Linked DNA regions of Cricetulus griseus: regions 1 and 3 are each linked to region 2. The links are chromatin contacts, called in public Hi-C maps. All regions are on one chromosome and are shown on one strand. The core of a region is the stretch at or near the end of the contact, and the rest is flanking DNA. Distances in the headings are between cores, read along the strand shown.

What was found. Hi-C and Micro-C count contacts between places; a contact is called where the count stands out from the background.
Region 1: a contact with region 2 is called in a Hi-C map of fibroblasts, with 5 times the contacts expected there. The contact joins the promoter of Hoxa1 here to the promoter of Skap2 in region 2. A contact is called at or near these places in 2 of 8 Hi-C or Micro-C datasets (the CHL-YN cell line and fibroblasts).
Region 3: a contact with region 2 is called in a Hi-C map of fibroblasts, with 4 times the contacts expected there. The contact joins the promoter of LOC100762131 here to the promoter of Skap2 in region 2. A contact is called at or near these places in 4 of 8 Hi-C or Micro-C datasets (the CHK-Q cell line, the CHO-K1 cell line, fibroblasts and 1 more).

What each region holds. Positions count from the first base shown.
Region 1 is chr8:89,185,666-89,190,442 of CriGri-PICRH-1.0, reverse strand. Hoxa1 (homeobox protein Hox-A1) reads right to left here and starts at 2,457. Exons shown (of 2, transcript XM_027429633.2): 1 at 1,695-2,457; 2 at 1-1,165. The coding sequence starts at 2,343. The coding sequence ends at 810. LOC103161127 (a long non-coding RNA gene) reads left to right here and starts at 2,673. Exons shown (of 2, transcript XR_003487720.2): 1 at 2,673-2,810.
Region 2 is chr8:89,329,566-89,334,329 of CriGri-PICRH-1.0, reverse strand. Skap2 (src kinase-associated phosphoprotein 2) reads right to left here and starts at 2,897. Exons shown (of 13, transcript XM_027429626.2): 1 at 2,682-2,897. The coding sequence starts at 2,748.
Region 3 is chr8:89,152,571-89,156,924 of CriGri-PICRH-1.0, reverse strand. It overlaps LOC100762131 (homeobox protein Hox-A4), which reads right to left and starts at 2,626. Exons shown (of 5, transcript XM_027429635.2): 1 at 2,334-2,626; 2 at 2,290-2,331; 3 at 2,207-2,287; 4 at 2,025-2,204; 5 at 536-1,539. The coding sequence starts at 2,619. The coding sequence ends at 1,193. The region is part of intron 2 of Hoxa3 (homeobox protein Hox-A3); the gene reads right to left.

The DNA of each region.
Region 1 (4,777 bases), core at 1,208-3,707, 140 kb after region 2:
AACTGTGGAAAGAAAGGGTGACTGAAAAGAGTACCTTTAGGTTACAAATAATCCAGCACACTTTTTAAGTGGAGGGTGGCCAGAGAAGCAAGAAGAAATCGGTAATTTGGGAAGTCTTGGCACAGCAAAGGTTCTGAACTTTGGGCTTCTCAGGCCTTCTTGACTCTGCAAGAGCAAATTGAGGCTACCTTTTGAGGAATCTGGTTCTGTTTGAATGCCAGGGTCCCCCCTTTTTTGTCCACCCATAATCACCAGTTTTGGAAGTTTGCCCACCCTGTTTGATATAGTTCTGCATGTTTCTAGAAAATCTGTATAAAGATAAATCTCTCAAGAGAAAGTTAAGGGGTGAATTAATTGTGTAAACACACTCAGTCAATCTCTTCTTCATGAGCCTTTGGATACTCTCTTTTTTGTGTGTCCTACTTAAGAGCCAGGTAGAGAAGAACAATATACAGATAAAAGGTGAGATGCCTCCCTTCTTCAAATGCCTGCTGGCAAAGGGTACTGTCCTCCAAGGGACATCTGAAAGGAACCATGGGTTGTGTAAAAAAAACTCTCACAACAGTGAGGAAGGAATTTTGGGGGCCACCAGAAATTGATATGGGCACCCGATGTGGATTAAGGATTTAATTTACAACCAAGTCTCCAGAATTCTATGGAACTACATTATGTTGCCCAGGAGCTCTCTGGATTGGACCAGAAAGAAAAAGAGAGACTGTAAAGGAAGAAAGATAAGCTAGAGATGTGCTTTGGGTAAGAAACCCTAGCCCAGGGAGAAGCCTGGACTACGGAGCTGGGCTGGAGTGGCCTCAATGGGAGGTAGGCAGGGTGTCTGAGGTAGATGATGCTGGAGAAGGAACGCAGGGCGAGGAGCTGGATTTCTCAGAAGATTCTTCAGCTTTCTCGTCGCTTCCAGGAGGAGTGGCTGGAGAAATGGGCAGGAGCCCCTCCTTCTCACGCTTCTTCTGCTTCATGCGGCGATTCTGGAACCAGATCTTCACCTGGGTCTCGTTGAGCTGCAGGGACGCGGCTATCTCCACCCTGCGCGCTCGTGTCAGGTACTTGTTGAAGTGGAACTCCTTCTCCAGCTCCGTGAGCTGCTTGGTGGTGAAGTTGGTGCGCACTGCGTTGGGTTGACCCACATAGCCATACTCTCCAACTTTCCCTGGGGTAACGGAGGAAGAGAGGAAAAGGTAAAAATTCTTTAACCCTTATCCGATTGCCCAATGTTCGGGGCAACATTCGGTTAACTGCTCAGCACAAACCCAGCTGGGAAGCTCTAGTGACAAACGATGTGTATGTAAAGTGTTAACCTGAAGTCAACCATTAGCGTGGTCAGGCTTCTGATTAATGGAGCCTGTAGATATTAACAAAACTCCACCACCACCGACACCTCCCACCCACACCACACCACACACACACACACACACACACACACACACACACACACACACACACACACACACGCTTCCTACTTCTAGACCACTGAAGCATCAGCCCCTTTGAAAATGCCAGGTCCAGAAACTGCTTTGCCCCAACACACCTGGGCATCCTACACCACACACTATAACTCCAGAAGACACTAGACAGAAGCAAGAACCCATCTTTTAAAATCATTAACTTTCCTAGGAAACTAAGCGCACCGGCCCCTTTCAAAATCAAGCAACATTTGTTTGCCAGCCGGCAGGACTCACCTGTTTTGGGAGGGTTTCTTTTGACTTTCATCCAGTCAAAGGTCTGCGCTGGAGAAGGCGTCTCTGAAGCAGGGGAGCGACAGGCTTCTTGGTGGCTGGCGTGGAGAGGGGATAAGGAGTTATTATACGTGGCCAGGGCCAGGCTCTGGTGCTCTTGTCCATAAGAGTGGTGGATATACTGAGGCGAGCCCACCGTGCCCCCAGCATAACCCTGGTGGTGGTGGTGGTGGTGATGCTGGACCATGGGAGATGAGAGGTTTCCAGAGTAAACAGCGGGAGCGCACGGGGAGTACCCACCACTTACGTCTGCTTCCTGATTTAATCCATAGGGGCCATAAGGCGCACTGAAGTTCTGCGCGCCATAGCTTGGACCACAACTCGAGTGGGAGTAGGAAACCCCCAGACTCCCAGAAGTCTGGTAAGTAGACGGCTGGGGGTGGTGATGGTGGTGGTGGTGGGGCGAGCTGATCTGCACCCCCCTGCCCACTAGGAAGCGGTCGTCGCCGCCGCAGCTGTTGGCACTGACCGCGCAGGATTGGAAAGTTGTAATCCCATGGTCAGAGGTGTAGGCTCGCGCAGAGCAGGTCCCGGAGTCGCCACTGCCAAGGATGGGATATTCCAGGAAGGAGCTCATTCTTGCATTGTCCATCTGTCACTGAGTGACTGGGTCCTGCGAAGCCCTGGGTGACCGTGCCAACTTTCTCACTTCCTCCATGGGACCAGAGAAGAAAAATGATATGAATGTACAGTGCGCAAGAGGCGGGGCGGGAAGGCGGAGGACTCAAGGGGAAGGACACGTGACTTTGTCAACCAATGGCTGAGCCGCCTGCGAAAGTTTACCGGCTGCGGCGGTGATGGATCACCGTTTCAGTGGCATTTAAATCCCCGGCGCTCCTCAGTCTAGGTGACGCGCGGTCGCCCCCCCAGGCTGCCCGGGCCGCGGCGGCTGCTCCGGCCGCTGCCAGAGCTGACTTGGAGCACTGGGGCCAAGGGGAGTAGAGATTGACTTCTGCGCGCGCCCGACTCTGCTCGCCTCCGCCTCCAGGATGTGGGGGATGGGAGGCGACCCTCCGCGGCCCTTTCCCCACCCAGCCTAGAAAGCTGAACTGACAAGAGGTGAGAGGGGACGAGGCCTCTCGGCTCTCTTGAGGCGGGCCTCGGTAGGCCAGAGCTCTCTGCATGGTCTCAAGGACCCTGGCGGAGCCGGGAGCAAACAGGGTGGGAAGGGTAGGAATCCAGCACACATCATCCCCTCAGCTCGGGATGGCCGCCACCACCCAGTCCCTGCAGAGACTTGAGCCTGGAACCCAGGCGCCTAGGGCAAGGCTGCGTCACTGCCTCACCCGCCTCGGAATGTAGGGGGACGTGCGCAAAGGATTGTCTGGGAGGAATCAGGGTGGGTGTGATGGGGACCAGAGAAAGAAAAGAAGCTACTGTCCTCATCCGGAGGGTCTCAGAGCCCTCTGCCCTGACTCCTACGGGCCAATAGCGTGGCTATGGGAGCTTCTGTAATTCGACCCCAGGGGGGCGGGGGAGCCCTAGGAACCCAGCTCTCTGGGAAAGTCCGGGTGTCTGCTCTCTTCTCTGCCCTCCCTCTTCTCTGGATCTCTTCCCCTTTCTCCTTCCCAGTCAGTCAGCTTTGCTCTTGGTAGTCCCTCAGGATCCGGAGCAACTCTGCTGCTGGAGTTTGAGGGTGGAAGGCAGATGAGAAAGATGACGCTAGCAGACGTGGCCGGCATGAGGGCCGAGCCTGAGCTGCAGGCCTTCTGTCTGCTCTTAGAGACCCAGGAGCTTGCTCGCTCCAGCGTAGGCCTCAGAGGGACGGAGGGACGGGACAGAAGGACGGATCGCACAGTTCTTACAAAGTATGCTGACCTCCCGCGTCACATTTCTCTCTTTCATAAGGGGCTTGCTTGTTAGGAGTGGGAAAACCTCCTCTTGCCACCGCCCCCTATTGCATGTCTGGGGGGTGGGGAGGGACTGGCAGGTGGGAGGGGCAGTGGACAGATGGCTGAGTGGATTGTATACTTTCCAACGGACTGTGTAGTTGCTTGTGTGAACCTTCAGGTCACTCCCCAGAGAGACACGTGCAAATGTGAGCATCATCCCAGGACAGGGGTCCTGTTTTCCATCAACCTCACCCCTACGATGATGCTGATGGTGTTGGTAATTGCTGTTTACTGTTAGGTTTAATGTCAGCCCTAGGCTTGAAGAGAGAAAAGGCCACACAGAGAATGAACGCGTTCTTAAGTAGGAGAAAGTCAGTGATCACCTAAGAAACCTTGCAAGCAATTCTGCACAGGTTTTATTCTGACCATGCTTCTAGACGTGAAATTATCAGAGTAATTTATGTGTGAGTTTGGGTGTTCTCTGTCTATAGAAAAAGGAAGTTTTGTTCAGAGCAGCCACTTTTCAAATGTGAGGTCACTCTTCAGACTTTGTTTTGTTCTCCACATATAGAAGTTGTGGTCCCCTCCACCCCTACCCCCAGTCCCAAACCTGACCATCCTCAGGGAGATCTAAGTAGACCTTGTGTCTGGTCTTCCTCAGTAGCAACCACTTATTTGAGGAGTGGTGTTTCTCTGTGACCTTTGACTCACCCCCAAGGCTTGGTTAAGGGGGAGCAAGGACTGGAAAGTTTCCCCTGCTTTAGCTTCAGCTCCTGAGGAATCATCAGAGGAAAGCAAGGTAGACCTCCCTGAGGAGGTTGTCTTGGGAGGGCAGTCCTCCAGCTATGAAGAAAGCAGGGACTCCTGTGGGTCGGCAGGAAGTGAGAGGCTCAATGGAGTGAGTGCTGGTGAGCTGCTCATTTAGCAGGAGACGTCCATTCCTTCTCCCCCTTGCCTCTTTCCTGGCCTTCCGTGGGCTTCCCCTCCGGATTTGCATTAACATGCTAGCTCCAGGACTGGGGCCTCAAAGCTGCCCCAGGCCTCTGTCGGCCTGCTTGTGCTAGTTCTCACTCCCTTCAGCCCTCTCCCTCCACCTTTGTTTTCCTGAACAGACTAGATGGGGTGCTTTCCTCTCGAGATCACAGGCAGGCACTGGAACCCGGCCCACAGACACCCGGGCTTCCACAGACCTTG
Region 2 (4,764 bases), core at 1,648-4,147:
AATGGCCAAGACTTGGGTCTATCCTTTGGTTTTAATTATCCAAGATAAACCTGTTCTTCCATTGTTGGGGAGGGGGGTTAAAGGTTGACTCAACAAAATGTTATATAAACTGTTCTAAAAAGAAGAACTGAACATTTCTTATTTTTAAAAAATATAGGCCTTCAATTTTTAGTGTATTGATGCTATAGAAACTGTAACTGTTTAAACTATACTGTCATTTTTTCAAGGGTATTATTAATTGTGGGTTAAGCATAGTAACTTTAGTTTTGCATTCCCAGACAGTGTTTTTAAAGATGAAAGGAATAAGGAGGGGACAAATACTGAAATGGCAGTCTAAAGCTACTATGAGAAAGCAAAACAATGACAAAGAAAAAACATGATTAAAAAAAAATACATTTGAGCACCTATCTCCATCAAGCAAATACTGAACGTGTATGACATATGATGACTCAGATAATGAGCATATGAAACATAAAACCAAATGCCATTTTTCTTCCTTCTGAAAGCAGAGGGTTTTAAATTCTTGTAAAGGCTGGCTCCTTATCTAATTCACACTGTGCCACAAATTTTAAGAGTCTTAACTAATTACAAGTACCAGGATCAGAATCTCTTCTTCAATTTAAAGAAGAATGTACTAAGTAAGTCAGCAATATCTCTAAAACCCAATCAGTTAAAACACTTAGCTCTAATTTTACAATTCTATATTTAATCATGTACTATCACCCAAACACCTGAGTGATGGAATCGTCAACCTGCATCCCAATAAGATTCAAGGGTGACATCTAGTCTAAAGATGTTAATGAAACATAAAACCTTAGCCATCTTTGAATAATTAAAAGTTGTTTTAAGCCGTGAAGAAGACTAGCTCACTTGTTTAATTCCTTTACTATATACCATATCCATGAGCATCTTCTAAAATAAAGTGTAAGGCAAACTTGCAATCTATAAACATTTATCGTTTTAAGATTTGTTTTAACCCCCATGCATCTTATAAAAAGATAATTTCAAAAACTGTGCTAGTACAACCTCTGACTTAACAGACCGCAGAAATATACAGAAAGTTAGCAGTAGCAGATAAATGTGTAATTCTGAGCTTTGGTTTACATGACACAAGAGAGAGCCACAGAAAACACTTGTAATCTATGAGGCTCAGAGAGTGATGGGCCTTACAGTTCACACAGCATACATACTATGCTAGAAGTATAACTGTGAATCCATATGGTAACTTGCTACTAAGGGAGCTGTCAAGCTTTAAAAGCTAAACAGAGGTATTTTTTAAACAAACAAAAAAAAATGGACCTGGAATAACTAACCTGAAAACAATAACAATTGTGGAATAAAACAGTTTTCGTGATCTAGTTATTAAGATACTTTTCTAAACATGCAATTCCAGAAGATGACCCCCCACAAAAAAAGTTAACTATAAGTAAAACAAAACTGATATTCCTATAAGTGCCCATATGATGAAAAAAAAAAAAAACGCTTCCTTATATCAGCATCAATAGGTCTTTCATCATTTCTTCATGACACTCGTTAATGACAAGAAGCATTTCTCAGAGTGACATAGTACACCATCATCCTGCATCATGCTCATACGAATACAAGACTGCATCCATACATGTACTTGAATTTTTCCATCATCTTCATGATGCACACAACCCAACAATTTAACAAGGTATTATGACGCTTGCTCTCACACTATTGCAACAGTAACTTATTAGTTGAATTGTGACATTTTAGGTGGCCTCGCTTTTTAACAATTAAAGTACACAACTTACAACATCTAGGAGAAACTTTTTAATTCAGTTATCCATGATCAGTATTGGAAGAAATTTTTTAGAGACAGCCAAACTAAAATTATTCCATTTCCAGAATTCTGACATCTACAAGACAAAGTATATAATGGTATCCAAGACCATCAGGATAGGGAAGCCTTAAGCTACTCTAAAAAGGGGTATTCTCTACTTGATACAGAACTATAGAGCTTTTCTTGATCCTTAAGTGGAAATACACACCTCCATACATTGCTAACAGTAGGTTCATAGTAGCACTAGGAACCACAGTTCAACTCTTCAAAGTTCCTATAAATGGGAATGTAAAACCGAAAAGGGGAAGATGATGGTGCAAAAGACGAAGTTCTTTCATCACGTGACACAGGAAGTCGGACTTTTAACACATCCTTCCCTTTTCCCTTTAATAGTTACTGAGGCTGGAGGCAGTGGCCATTTGAAAATCAGGCACACTTCAAAAATGTAAACATGTTTGACCTGACTGTTCAAGAGAAAGATCTTTTGGAAACAGCACCTTTGCACTTCCTACCTCCCAACACCTGCAGCCCTACAGTGTCCTTGCTAACTAACAGCGGCACCCCTCCCTCCTGGCCCGGCCGCCCAGGAACTAATGCCTGCAGTTCTCAAGCATGCATTCAGCAACACTTGCTGCCCATCTCCCGCCCTCACTTTCGGGTCTCTGGGAAACTCGCAACTCCCGGCTCTCGGGGGAGGATCAGCACGTCTCAGCATACACGCCCACTCCCTCCTGGTCCCCGCACCCCGGCTCCCTGAGCCCCCGACTCGGCACGTCCCCACGGCGGGCAGGTGAAGGCTGAGCGCTTCTGTCCCTACCGGCTCGCCGTCCCGCGCCCCCGCCCCCAGTGTCACCGCCCCCTTCCCGCTTTTTACCTGCCAACAGGTTCCTAATTTCCTCCGGGAGGAGGCCGGGGCAGGACGTGCTGCTGGGGTTGGGCATGGCTGTGGCCGGGCCCTAGACTCGCGCTGGCCGTCCGGGTGAGCACGACGAGCCGGGACACGGCCGGGCCGAGGCTCGCAACAAGGAAGTCCCTGGCTCTCCAGCCAGCAGTAGCCGGACCCCGGGCCCCGCCCCGCCCGGGAGAACGGGGCGGGGCCACGGGACAGGGGGCGGGGAGAACGGGCTTGGAGCCCGACTGCGCTTGCGTAGCTCGTGCTTTCTGAGAGTCTAAAGAAAGCGCCTCCGGGCAGGCCACGCCCACATGCCCTCCGGGCAGGCCACGCCCACACGCGGAGGGGCGCTGGAGGCGGGGCCGCAGAGGGCAGGCAGCGGATTGGAGCGCTGTCACCTGACGGGCCTTGAAGTGCGTCCGCGCCATTTTTGGTGCTGGTGCTGCAGACGCCCCTCGGTCTGCCTCCAGGGTTCCGGGAAAGGACGTCTCCGCGGTGCTTCACGCTTACCTGTTTAGGGACCGTCTGAGCAGTGGTCGTTCCCACCGGGTCACGCCTTGTCTGGTGGCCCACCAGCAAGTGCCCACCACCACCCCACTGGCATGACCGCCTTTGTCCAACTGTTTGAAGCCAATAAAGTCTCATTTCCGCCAGTCCTTCCTGAGAGCCCCAAGCAAACGGCGGAGCGTTCTGATTGGCCCTGACAGTACTTTTCTCCCTAGTCTTGGAGTGAAAGATTTCCCTGGCTCTGATGGAAGTCCCAGACATTATCCATTTGGGGGCGGGCACCCAGAGAGTTAAGTTGGTACTACTAGTAATCCACCCGTACCGCTGTCCACCTGTATTTTTTAATTGCTAGTAGTGATTAGGAGAATAAATATATAAAATATGTTTTCTTTCATTTAGTCAGCAAAGACTGGGCCTTCTGTCATTAAATGGTACAGGTTTAATCTAAATCCCAAGAAGACAAGTTCTGGCTATATTAGAATCTTGTGTGTGTGTGTGTGTGTGTGTGTGTGTGTGTGTGTGTGTGTGTGTGTGTGTGTGTGTAAATGATAGCATTCAAATGCCATTAACTTTTACAATCACTTAAAACCTACTGTGTAGAAGTGCTTGTTATCAAAGCAAATGAAGCTACCAGAGTCACTGAAGAATAGGGAAGAGGCTGATAGGAGTCTTCAAGTAGATACTGACAAAGCAAAACATTTTGAGTGTCCCCTGTATACTTGTTTTGGTAAATTTGTGCTTGGAACAGTGGCTACTGAAATGCCCCAAGTTGCACCGTCCATCTGTCCTTTGGCACATCATTTTCAAAATGACACACGAACATCACTTTACCCACATTTCTCTTCATAGAGACAGTGGCTATCGTTTATTATTTCTCCTAGGTACAAATGTTGTCAAAGCTCCAATCAAAATATAAATTGCTTATTCCTGTACACTCCAGCTTCTTTTTTAAATATTGTTCTATTTTCAAGACAGGGTCTCACTGTGTAGTTCTTGCTGTTCTGGAACTCACCATGTAAACCAGGCTGGCCTTGAACTCACAGAGATCTGCCTGCTTCTACCTCAAGAGTGCTAGGATTAAAAGCAAGGGCTACTACACCCAGCTTCCCCTCCCCCTCCCCCTCCCCCCCCCACTCCCCACTATTCCCCACCTCCAGCTTTCTTTAGACCAATGTTCCTTATACTTTAATCTGCCTTAGGATCACTGAGAGAAATTACTAAGGTGTGGATTCTCAAGTTCTACCCCAGAGAAAAACAGTCTCTAATAAACAAATATAAGCTGTGTTGAGATTTGATTTTGAGAAACATTTCACTACTATTTCCGATTTTTTACAGAAGAAAATTTGGAGTTAAGTGTCATCCCCAGCTGGAATCCTAAGCCTAATATAGAATAATAGTGCTATTATGAATATTTCATCAAAAAATGTCAGGGTTAAAGAATAGATCAAAACTTGTACTTAACATGTACAATTCCCTGTACCAGGTGAATATCAGTTTTTTCAAATAGTATTCATAAAAACTAATACTCAAAATGCACTTTGACACATAATTCTCAAAG
Region 3 (4,354 bases), core at 1,377-3,876, 180 kb after region 2:
GAGAAGACTTTAAGATCAGCCAAAAACCAAACAGCAATCTCAACCCTTTGCATAAACTATTTTTTATCTCCAGGGAAACAGGCAGATTAAGTGTGAAGGTGCAACAAATGCCAAGGGGCTGCTCTTTCCAAGTGTGCCCAGAGTTCATCCCGTGGAACAGCTGCAGAAACTCCTGGGCCTCTGCTCAGCCCGGTTTCACCTTTCATTGCAGGGACAGACATGTTTCTATGCCTTACAGAGACTTGAAGCCTGAACGCCTGGCCAAGTTTGGAAAGAAGAGGAGCCCTCTCAGGACTCAAGAGCCTTCTGCTTTTTGGAACATTTCCACAGTGGGTCAAGCTTGACAAGAATTGAGATCAAGTTGAAGACACACACAGACACTAATTCTGAGAGTATTCAGAGTGTGACCCTGGCTCACACTGTCTACAAGGCTTCTGCACACAAGGTTAAATATCTCCACCAAGAGGAGTTGGTTTTTGTTTTGTTTTGTTTTTATGAAAAGCTTGGAATACACACAAATCTATCTCCTAGGTTCTTAATGTTTTTTTTAAATGTTTATTCTTAGCACATTCCTTTTTACACAGCCATATCACTTTGTACAGTTGCAAGTGGGTCTAAATGCATTTCCCTCTCCCCCAAGATTGTGCCCAAGAATAAGACAATCATATCTCTATAACAATATTTTAAATAAATGCAAGGAGAGGAAACTACATGCCACACCTACCATCGAGTTCTACACATTTTGAGAATTAAATAATCTGGTGAGGTCCACAATGTCTACTCAGTAAAGCTCATGTGAGCTGCCTTAATGTAGAAGAGGAAGGTACTGGAAGCTGGGAAAGGGCCTGCTTCTTCTGCTTGTCACAACGATACAAGTGCATGTCCCCAGTCAGCATGTGCTGTCCTGCTGACTCAAAGCCATTCCATGATAAGCGCTTCCTCACAGGTTTCCACCCCTGGCAAGGTTGTCCAGGTCAGCAGGTTGTTCCACTAGGCAGTGTCCAGGACATCTGTCCTCTTGGGGATTACACAGACACTTACCAGGGATAATATCTTCTTTTTGGTTATGGTTTCCACCAAGTTGAATTTTGTTTTGGTGTCTGTCATGGTTTTCTTGGGGAGGAGTGGATGAGGATAGGAGCAGGAGAGAAGGGCAGGTAAGTGACAGGAACTGATTTAGGTCCTCAGATGACTACATGGAGGAGGGAATGGGTGTGGAGGCGTCAGGGAGAGGGTGGGGATGGGGGTGGGGGCTGTGGGCTTGTGCTTTTCCAGGCGGGCCGGCAGGGGCCGATGCAGGGTTGGAAGATCGCATCTTGGTGTTGGGAAGTTTGTGATCTTTCTTCCACTTCATGCGCCGGTTCTGAAACCAGATCTTGACCTGGCGCTCAGACAAGCAGAGCGTGTGAGCGATCTCGATGCGGCGCCGCCGGGTCAGGTAGCGGTTAAAGTGGAATTCCTTCTCCAGCTCCAAGACCTGCTGCCGGGTATAGGCTGTTCGAGAGCGCTTGGGCTCGCCTCCGTTATAACTGGGGTTGACTGAACGCCAGAACCCCGGAAGGAGAAGGCCAAGGAGGAGGGAGTGGAAGAGAAGGAGAGAGGAGATAGGGTGGAGAAGAGCAATTGGACATCATCATTATATAATAACCTGACACCAAGTTCACGCAAGACACATAAAACGGCAAAGAAAATGTTTCACAGGCTATTGACAACGGGAAACACCCGAGAGCCATAAAGAATGGTGCTGGGCATTGGGGCTGAAGAAAAGCTTCAAAGACACATGGCCCGGAGCCTCTGCCAGGGCAATTAAATTTATGGGGGCTATAATTACTGCCCTAACAGTTTGGCGTCTCGTAAATCTTGAGATAAAGGGACCCTGGGTACAAAAGGGTTCTCACGTTGGGACCAGGATTCGGGCAGCGTGCACACACCCACAGCCAAAGCGCGGGCCAGATGGGGGGGGTCCCTTCCCGCGCCCTGCCCCGCGCCCCCGCGCCCGCTGCCCACCCGGCGGCGCCACATACCGGCGCTCACGTGGATCTTCTTCATCCAGGGGTACACCACGGGCTCCTTGCCCTTCGGGCCCACCGGCCCCTGGTCCGCCAGTAGCAGCGGGCACGCGGGGGCGCTGCCCCCCGTCGCGACAGCCGGGGTGGCAGGGCCCGGAGCGCAGTGCGAGGGGCGCGGGGGGCTGCGGGCCGGGCTGGGTGCGCGCCGGGGGCCGGGTCTGCTCGGGTCGCGCGGGCGCCGCGCGCGGCGGCCAGGAGCGGCGCGGGGTACAGGCCCCGGGGTAGCTGGCCTCGCGCGCCCGCGGCGCGTAGTAGGCGGGGCCTGGCGGGCAGCGTGCAGGTTCGGGGCTGGCAGGTGCGGGGTGGTCTGGGGCCGCGGGAAGCCGGGACCCCCGCCCGCGCCGCCGTCCCCACCGCCCGGGCCGCCGTGCGGCGCGAACTCCTCGAAGGGAGGGAACTTGGGCTCGATGTAGTTGGAGTTTATCAAAAACGAGCTCATGGTCATTAATTTGTGAAGTGCAAAAATACTAATTTTTCTCGCGGTGTCGTTTTTCTGCGCTCGCCGAGGCCCCTCCCCCTCTCGCCGCGCTTCCCATCCCCCCCAACCCATCCCCGGCGCCGCCCCTCCCCCCGCTGTCAAACGCTCGCCCTCCCCCTCCCGCCGCCGCCGCCGCCGCCGCCGAAGTTCGAGCCGCTCTTCCCCCGCCCCCGCGCGCACCCCGCGCGCGCCCCGCCCCGCGTCCCACGTGCCGCGACCCGGCCAATGGGCGATCCGCGCGCGCGGACCCGGATCAGGAAACGCGCGGGGGCGTGATGGATGCGGCTCTCCGCCCGGGCGAGCCGGCGGGCGGGCGAGCGGGCGGGCGGGAGGAGCAAGTCGGGGCTTGGGTTCCTCGAGGCCCCCCAACTTGGACTCCGGCTGAGAAGTCGGGGCCTGTTAGGCTGTGGGCGCTTTGGAGCCCTCTCCCTGCCCACGTCTGCCCTAGGCCTGGGGGCAGCTGGTCTCCACGGCTCAGCGCTGACCTCCCGTCCATCCAGGCCTCGGGTGATCCTCCGAGGGTTCGAGACCCTCCAGGACAGGGAAGGACACTGGGACCAAGAGGCAGACCCTGGCTTTCTGTCCTAGCCCCGGGATAAAACGAAGCAGGCCTACAGACCCATTTTCCTCGCCCGCGCGCGCGTTGATTCTTGACCCACCCTCTGCACATCCCCTCGGCCGCTGGGGAGCCCCTGCTGTGCGAAGCCGGCCTGGAGCCGCTGCACAGGAAGGGTGGGTGGAATGGGCCGCTGAACAATCCAGTTAGAGACGCACAGCGAGGGCGTTCCAGTAAAACCTCGTGGATGCTTAAATTTTTTTCTTTCTTTTTTTCCAGAGGCAGAATTTGTACAGCATTTTTTCATTTACTCTTTGGAGGTGCTGACGAGAGAGCTAAACACGCCTCCTTTACTGGGCGCTATTGTGAGACCTCCACCCTAGAATGGGAATGGAGAGGCAACGCCTGCACAAAACCCGGCTTTGAATCCAGTAACTTCTTATCATAGAAAAAAAAACAAAAAAACAAAAACAAGCTTGAGATAGAATAAGACCCTTGCGGGTCTGATCGTCAACCGGTCTTCTGACTTTTTTTTTCCCCTCCTTCACCTTTTGGATGCTCCTTCTTCAGGCTGTGGCAATGGCTTATATTTACAGGACAGTCTGTAATTTCTGAATTGCTGAAAATTAGCATATTAACGATATCAGTAGCTCCGGAAAGGAGAGAGAGGGGACTGTTGTCTGCCATTTGGTAATTGAAATTTGATGGGTAAACTATTTATGTCATCATTAACAAATAAATTACTTATTAATTCCACCTAATGTTGATCTTTGAAGTAAACCCTGATGCTTCATTCTTACTGTGTTCCCTTTCTTCTGAATAGCAGCAGACACGGCTAGATCCCCTTTGCATGATAGTAAAACAGTGCAAACTAGCATAACTCTCATGTTGACATACAAAGCAAAAATATTTGAGTTGGTGCACCTAGTTGATTTTTCAGACAGCAGGAGAAACCAACAACCTTCTCACAAGTGAGTGTCAAAGACAAGGAAAGTTATAAACCCAAGCCTGGAGACACTTCAAGAAGAAGAATGTCAGGTCTATCTTCATTTATATCGCTTGCTCATTTGGGCTACTAAATGCTGGGATATATCCATTTGATGGATAGTCATTTAATGCTTAGCCACATAAAGACTATTATATGAGACTAATCTTTAAACTAATTTAGAAAAAGAGGTTAAGAAAAGGATCATGTTAGTTTCAGCCTGGACTCGTCCTGAAATGGCACAAAGAGGTTTTTCCACACCAAAC